Linked DNA regions of Mus musculus: region 1 is linked to region 2. A link is a contact called in public Hi-C data. All regions are on one chromosome and are shown on one strand. Each heading gives the region's core, a stretch centred on a gene start, on an enhancer-like site or on the middle of the called end of the contact. The rest is flanking DNA. Distances are from core to core; before and after follow the strand shown.

Region 1 (3,742 bases), core at 1,104-3,603, 650 kb before region 2:
CTATGTTTCGGATTGTTTGGGGTACTGTTGTAGGGCACTGCAGACTCCAGGACCCTGAGAAGACTGTCCGAAGGAGGGAGAGGATGGCTGCCCTGGCGCGGTAAGGCGGCCAATCCAGCAGCCAACCGCGAGCCGCCCGATCCCCGGCTTCCTCTTCTCTTCTTGTGCCCCAAACTTTGCCTCCCGCGGCGGCTGCCCCTTGGCGGGCGCCCCGCCATGTACCAGAGGATGCTTCGGTGCGGCGCCGATCTGGGATCGCCCGGGGGCGGCAGTGGCGGCGGCGCAGGGGGGCGCCTGGCCCTGATCTGGATAGTCCCGCTCACCCTCAGCGGCCTCCTAGGAGTGGCCTGGGGGGCATCCAGTTTGGGAGCGCACCACATCCACCATTTCCATGGCAGCAGCAAGCATCATTCAGTGCCTATTGCAATCTACAGGTCACCAGCATCCTTGCGAGGCGGACACGGTGGGTCTGCAATGCCAAGTTCTTGCGGGTTATCCTCTTGCTTCCCCTCTTCAACCCTGCACTTGATCGCGGCGTCTCGGCCCTTAAGGCTCTAAGATGTGGGAGCCAGAGAAAAGGGAGGTGCATTTAGGTGTGCTTGTTGGGAGCCACTTATCTCTTTGAAGACAATAGAAAGGGATGGGTGAAGGCAGCGCGGGTGTTTGTGGTGAGGGGTGGGAGGGGCGTGCCTTGCCGAGGTGCCGGGAGATGTGGGCATCTAATACAGGACCAGCCTGGGCAGGGAGCCTGGCCCCGCTGAAAGGGGGTGTCTCTCGCCAGAAGGTCACTCAGTGGCCAGATGGGGCGCCGCGCTCCACAGAGGTAACTGAGGGAGAGAGATGAGGGCTCTGCAGAACCTTTTGTCTGTGCAGCGCTGCCCCACCTCCAGACCATCTTTCCTGGCCCGAGCAGTGAGCATTCGAACCTGTGCATCTCTCCAAAGCGCTGCTTCCAGACTGCAGTGCCAGGAAAGAGGTCCCGGGACTAGGCACCCACTCAACAGGAGGCCATTCCCTCTTACCCCACGTGTGTCTTACTTGGATAAGGCAGCAGTACAGTGAGCTACCTACCCTCTCTGATCTTCGTCAGTCCCTACTGGACACAGAGCTCCTCCTGGAAACCATCCTTTCTCCACCACACACACACACACACACACACACACACACACACACACACACACACACACACACACACACACGGCCGAATTATTCTCTAGATGCAATGGGAGTGGTCTGAGACTTCACAGACCCCCATCTCCCTGAAGATTGGTCTCCTGAACACCGCCAGTCTAGCTCCCTCCTCTGTGCAATTCTTTCCATGGAGTGCAGGCTTCCTGGACTAAGCCAGGAGTTCTGCCTGGAAGAAGAGAAATTTCAGGAAAAGGGACCTATTTTCCAGTTTGTTAGGGAAGATCTGAGTGTAGAGAAATGCCTTGTGAGCCAGTATCCTCTTATGTTTAGATGAAAGCTATATCAGATTCACCGAATTGCCAAAAATAAAATAACAAAATCAGCCAGGTTTCCCGCCCCCCCCCCCTTTCTCAGTGCCTGTGAGGCTTTTTTCTTTGTCTCTTCTGAGTGTAAGACCTACTCATTTACCCAGCAGGCTGGACGCTGTGATCACTTTCTTTGGCTGTTCTTCCATTTCTTTCTTGCAGTCAATTCACCTTTGAGACTCTGCTCCTTGGATCCTCTACTCCCTCTCATGTATTTCCCCTCCCAGGGGCAACTGTTAGTACTATGATGTCGGGCCCTTCTCCTGGGATAGACTTCCTACCTCGGGACTCCTGTGGGCTAGGCATGAAAAGCTACAGCATGATCTAATGAACAGAGACAGGTCACCCTGGCAACCCCTCACTGGGAGTGGAATAGTGACACACTTTACATTGGCTCCAAATAATTGATTGTTTACCTCACCTGGTTCTTGAAGGAATTCCTTTAGAGACACCTAGTAAAACCCGAACCAGGGCTTTCTATAATATCAGAGGGCAGATCCCTGGGAAACCATAGAGTTCCAGGTGCTCTTCCCTCTGACTCCCTAGATTCTGGGGAGCATACTGCTACCTTACCTGAGTGTAGCCCTCAACCACTGCTCTGCCTTTGTGCAGAATTATACCACTCCTGTGGGAGGAAGGAGAGCCAGGGCACAGGAGGGCCAGACAGAGCGTGGGTGGGTGGGAGTGGTGTACCAGATGGGGGTATGTGAGGGTGTGGGATGGCTAATTGTAGCAGTGGGGCGCTATGAGCTAATTATCTCATATGCACATAAGTTTCTTGTGGGTCTGACTCTGCAGAGTGACCCAGTGGTAAGGTCTGAGAATGTGGACAGGGCTTGTGGAGGTGACAGGACAAAAAGGGCCCCTGTAGCAATTTGACACTCCTTTACAAATGTAGCTTCTACCCCAGGCAGATGCCCTCTGCTGGTCTTTGGTAACATTTATTTCCCTCCAGAATAGACTGATTGTCTGTATGTGAATGAAAAATCAGGCTCATCTATCATTGAAAAGGAGAAATCAAGATGGGCAGGTAGAGACAGTGAATGGGCCACAGTAGGCATTATTCTTTAGGGTCAGAGAACTTTCTTTCTTTCAGAGAATGCTATTTATGTGGCCACATTTGTTTGTAAAACCTCCCTCCATTCCTACATACTCACCAGTCAGAATTTAAGGTCCTAAATAAAATACAGGTGTGAAGTTTTCACATGTCTCCCCTCCCTTCTCTAGAAAAGAGACAATTCTATAGAGAGCAAGCTAAGAACATTAGGCTGAAAAAATCGGTGTCTGAGGGTGGTGCACTCCGAAACCAGGGTGTGCAAGGAGAGCAGAGGGCCCCAGAGCAGGGCTCGTAGGGTGGGAGCTTGAGAGAAACCTAATAGAAAGAGGTGAAGTCGAATTTGTTGGGTCAATAAGCTTGATGAATATTTAGCTAATTATTAGGACAAAGGGCTCACAAGGAAAGAATTGCTGAGCCTAATGGATGAGAGAGAAAGCAAAGCAAAAAGGTAAATGACAGTGTGATGAATTCCTACTAGGAAATGAAGGCAAGTTAAAAAGGAGGCTTCATTTAAAATCTGTGACTCTTGCAAATGTGCATGTGTGGATAAATACATGAGCCTGTTTGGTTGTCTTAGAGTTTCCGAGAAGCATAAGACTGTTTGTTTTTTAATAAGGAGTACGTACATATATGTTAAGTGTATGTAAGGAAAGGAAAGCTTGGGTAGCATATTCTAAGGGAGAAAATTTAGTCTCTTATGTTTTAGAAACTGCTGGATCCAGGTTCATTCTTCTTCATGTTTTTTCATGCTATGCTTCATTTGCACTATTATGAGGTGTCACTTACAAGGTTTGCGGGTGCAGAGGGAGCTCATGTCTACCACACATGTCTTTGTGTAAGCTGACCCAATTGCAAAGATTGTGGTGAGGATTTTCTTAAGTGCATATATATGAGAAGCAGATTTGGAGACAGTTTCTGCCTCTCCCCTCCCCAATTTTGTATGAATTTAAAAACATAGATGGTGAAACAACTTCTGTATAAATTTTTTTTTTTTTAGTTAAGTCAGTGGAGAACTATGTAACTGTAAATGATAAGAAGCAAGGCTGCTTATAATTAAAGCCAACTGGAGTCCAGAATAGACCCGTGTGCTCAGCCAGTACTGCTTTTGTGCTGTGCCATATGTGTGGAGCAGAGAATGATGTCAGTGCTATGCTCAGGTTCCCTGCTCAGCTCCCAGCATTCCTAAGCA
Region 2 (3,630 bases), core at 968-3,467:
CCTAAAATCAATTCAATACCATGAATAATTTATTATAAAATTTATTTCACTATTAATAAAATTAATATTATTATAGGATCATAATCCACTTTCTAAGTGTGTTAACCTATAGGATCCTGCTCCAAGAGTTACTAAAAGGATTTCATTGTCCAGTAACTAAGTTATTTACAAATACATGCCTCCAAAATTTCTACAGTTGTCCTAAAAGTATCATAAAACTGATGAGAAATTAGTAACTTTTCTTAGAAGTTCAAAATTGTATTAAGGATTGAAAGACTGGCTGGATCAAGTTTGTGTAATCTAGTGCCAAGTTCTCTACTGTCAAAATGCAACAAGATTACATAAAATAAATGAACAGTTTCTGTATTAATGTGGAAGTAAAGATATAAAAGACCAAAAAAAGGGTTAATTCATAGAGTAAAAGAAAACGACAAATTCTGATATTTGTTGATGTAAAGTTGATCTTAGTCAAAAATGATCAAACAAATTGCATGACGTGATTATGCAGGTGAAACCAGCACAAAAGTCTAAGTGACCCCCACATAAAAACCATGCCCCAAAACGATAACTAAAGTATTGTTGAAAAGATTCACAATATACTGTATCTGCTCACCCTTGCAGAAATCTCCACGTAATGAACAAAGCTGAACATGCACAAGAGATTGGATTAAACTATGCCATCTCTTAGATGACCTTCAACCCCTCAAAAATACCTTGCTGAGAACATTCAGTCCTTAAATGAGAATTCTGTGCTCCTGCTAAAACCCAGCAGAGATACACAGATTCTCTCAGCATCTTGTAGGGGTAATTTTTAGAAATATTAAAATTACTAATCCTCTCTTCTCAGGAAATATACATATCCAACAGTCTTGCTTTAGCTTGCCCTCCTGTCAAAAAGATAGGGATTGATTTATCCTTTGGTTGAACAAACATGAGTAACATGAAATAGTTACATGTACTATCTCCTACTAATGCTCTCAATATCTTTAAAGTATCATTAGCTATTTCCTTCAGGAATTTGATTTCAATTTACACAGCCCTGTTAGAGTTGCTAATGACTAAAACCCATTTTCACTGCCAAGATTGGTTGAGCTTTACAGAGTGTCAGAGACTGCAGCTTGCTTTCCTGTAGAACAGTGAGTGTATCCTTGACTAGTAGGCAAATAGTCATCACACAATATTTAACAAATACTAAGTACACAGAGTTCCAGTCAGGTTGATGGTGATGCTGATGCTGATGATCCAGTTCCTCTACTCTACCACAGCACTCTGGATGCACTAGGTAAAAGTCTAATTCTTTTATGGTTTGGTTTTGGTTTTGGTTTTGGTTTTGGTTTTGGTTTTGGTTTTGGTTTTCCCCCAAAATTTAACCTTCAACTTCAGCTAAGAAATTACTGGTTCTTTGTTCCTTCACAAATGAGAGAATGAATAATGGCTCAACAATCAGCCCATGACTGCATGCCTGCAAGAGGTAGAAAGAACATCTAATGCTATAGCCAGTCTCCCCATCTCTAACATTTTTCTCATGTCTGCTGCAACCACTCTATACCCATACCCCAGGTTTTGTGCTGTAGATAAACAAAATTTTGCTAATAGAACACAGCTTAGAGAGGAAAAATCTTAGAAAATAATACAAGGTAACTCTCTTCTAGAACAGTAGAATCTGCCTGAGTAAATATTACTGCCAAACATGAATCAAATGAAGAAAAAAATCAAGAATTTATGGAATTATATATTATGTGATCTTAAATGGAAGAGTAGTGAAAGAAAGAAAAATGGAAAGAACAAATGATCAAAAGAAAGAAGGTAAAGAGAAAAAGAAAGACAAAACAGAAAACTACCTGAGTCTCAATTTCAGTTAAAAAAAATCATAACAACAGTGGCTGAATAGAAAGGCTAAAAATTATTTACCTCTTACACTAAAGCACATAGGTATTCTGGTACTTCAGGGATGCTACCAGGATAGTCAGTGATCCAAGTTTCAAAGTGTGATTATGAACTTAAATAATCACCAGTTTTCTAGCCTTGTATTTATACATCAAGGAACAGAAAAAGAGGAACACAAAATGCAAACTACACCCATGCAGATTGTCAGGGAGACCCTCAAAGCATGCCTACCTGCAAAGAAGACTGGAAAAGTAAGAATTCTTCCAAGGAGCTCCTAAATGTTAAGCAGAATTCTATGATCATACAGTGTATAAAAAGGAACATGAAGAGCACTTGGCAATCTGAATGAGAACTGGGAAAAGTGACTCAGAAAATGAAGAACAAAGTGTGGTGTATATGTCTAAAAATTATATAATAAAATCTACCACTTTGGATGGTAATATAAAATTAATTAAAGGTTAAAATTTTTAAATGTGAAAAAAATAAGCATGTCAAATATTTCTCAGACATTCAAACTATCACTCTGAGAGTATGGCATGGAAGTGGATAAGATTTTTAAAACGATTAAATTGTTTAAGTGAGAAATTAACCTCAGAATAAAATTGTAAAAGCAATGAAAGAAAATGAGGCCAGTTGGGTCCTCCTGGAGCACAGCCAGCAGAGGTGAGCTGCCTGCAGTCCCCTGACATTTAGTGTCTGGCTCTCAGCTCACCCTTCCATGCCAAGAAGCCTTTGGAAACCCAAGAGCATCCTGCTTCCCTGTAGAGGCCTCTGTGGGCTTAAGGAACAACCAACTGGAAACCTGACCAGCAATCACTTGCCAGCTGGGTCCACCTGGGGCACAGCAAGTATAGGTAAGCTGTGCACTGCACACTAACCCCCATTGTATGACACATACATATTTCTTCCTCCTTTCTGAGGAGGCCTGCTGGCGTGAAAATCAACCATCCAACACCCAGAGCAAGCATATGGCTAAAGGCTAGCATAAAAACACCATCAAGAAGAGCTAAGGCAAGAAGATAGCACCAAAGCCCAGCTATCAAGCCTTGGATATCCTAACACACTTGAAGTACAAGAAAATGATCCTAAATTCAATCTTTTTAAATTAATTAATTAATTAATTAATTAAATGTGTGTGAGTATATTGTCACTCTCTTCAGACATACCAGAAGTGGGCATCGAATGCCATTACAGATAGATGGTTGTGGTTGCTGGGAAGTGAACTCAGGACCTCTGGAAGAAGAGTCAGTGTTCTTAACTGTTTAACCATCTCTCCAGCCCCTAAATTCAATCTTAGAAATCTGATAGAGACCTTTAAAGAAGAAATGAATAAATCCTTAGTCAAATACAGGAAAATATAATCAAACAGGCAATGAAAATAAAAATGTCCAAGATCTGAAAATGAAAATAAAAGCAGAAAAGATAATTTAAACTGAGGCATTCCTGGAGATAGAAAACCTAGGAAGGAGAACAGGAACTATAGATGGTAGTCTGTAACTAACAGAATCACTAAATTCTTGACATAAGACATTTAGGAAATTTGAGACACTATAAAAAGACCAAACTTAAAAATATTATGATTAGATGAAGGAGAAAATTCTCAACACAAAATCCTAAAAAAATATCTTCAACAAAATCATAGAAGAAAATTTCCCTAACCTAAAGAAAGAATTGCCTATAAACATACAAGAAGTTTAGACAATACCAAATATATTGGAACAGAAAATAAAATCTTCTTGCTAT

The links. Hi-C and Micro-C count contacts between places; a contact is called where the count stands out from the background.
Region 1: a contact with region 2 is called in a Hi-C map of cerebellar granule neurons, with 2.2 times the contacts expected there. The contact joins two enhancer-like sites. A contact is called at or near these places in 2 of 484 Hi-C or Micro-C datasets (cerebellar granule neurons and cerebellum), 3 of 115 datasets of contacts at active chromatin or transcription factors (embryonic forebrain, forebrain and large pre-B cells) and 1 of 9 other capture datasets (embryonic stem cells).

Annotation. Positions count from the first base shown.
Region 1 is chr17:90,451,527-90,455,268 of GRCm38.p6, reverse strand. The region is part of intron 17 of Nrxn1 (neurexin I); the gene reads left to right. Among named protein-coding and RNA genes, the nearest start is that of Gm32337, 8.5 kb to the left of the region's middle. Within about 2 kb of position 2,353, at least 9 of the 459 cell types and tissues checked have an H3K27ac peak or open chromatin away from gene starts, as enhancers often do. A contact at or near this core is called in cerebellar granule neurons, where this site is marked.
Region 2 is chr17:89,801,323-89,804,952 of GRCm38.p6, reverse strand. No RefSeq gene overlaps it. Among named protein-coding and RNA genes, the nearest start is that of Gm41653, 170 kb to the left of the region's middle. Within about 2 kb of position 2,217, at least 2 of the 459 cell types and tissues checked have an H3K27ac peak or open chromatin away from gene starts, as enhancers often do. A contact at or near this core is called in cerebellar granule neurons, where this site is marked.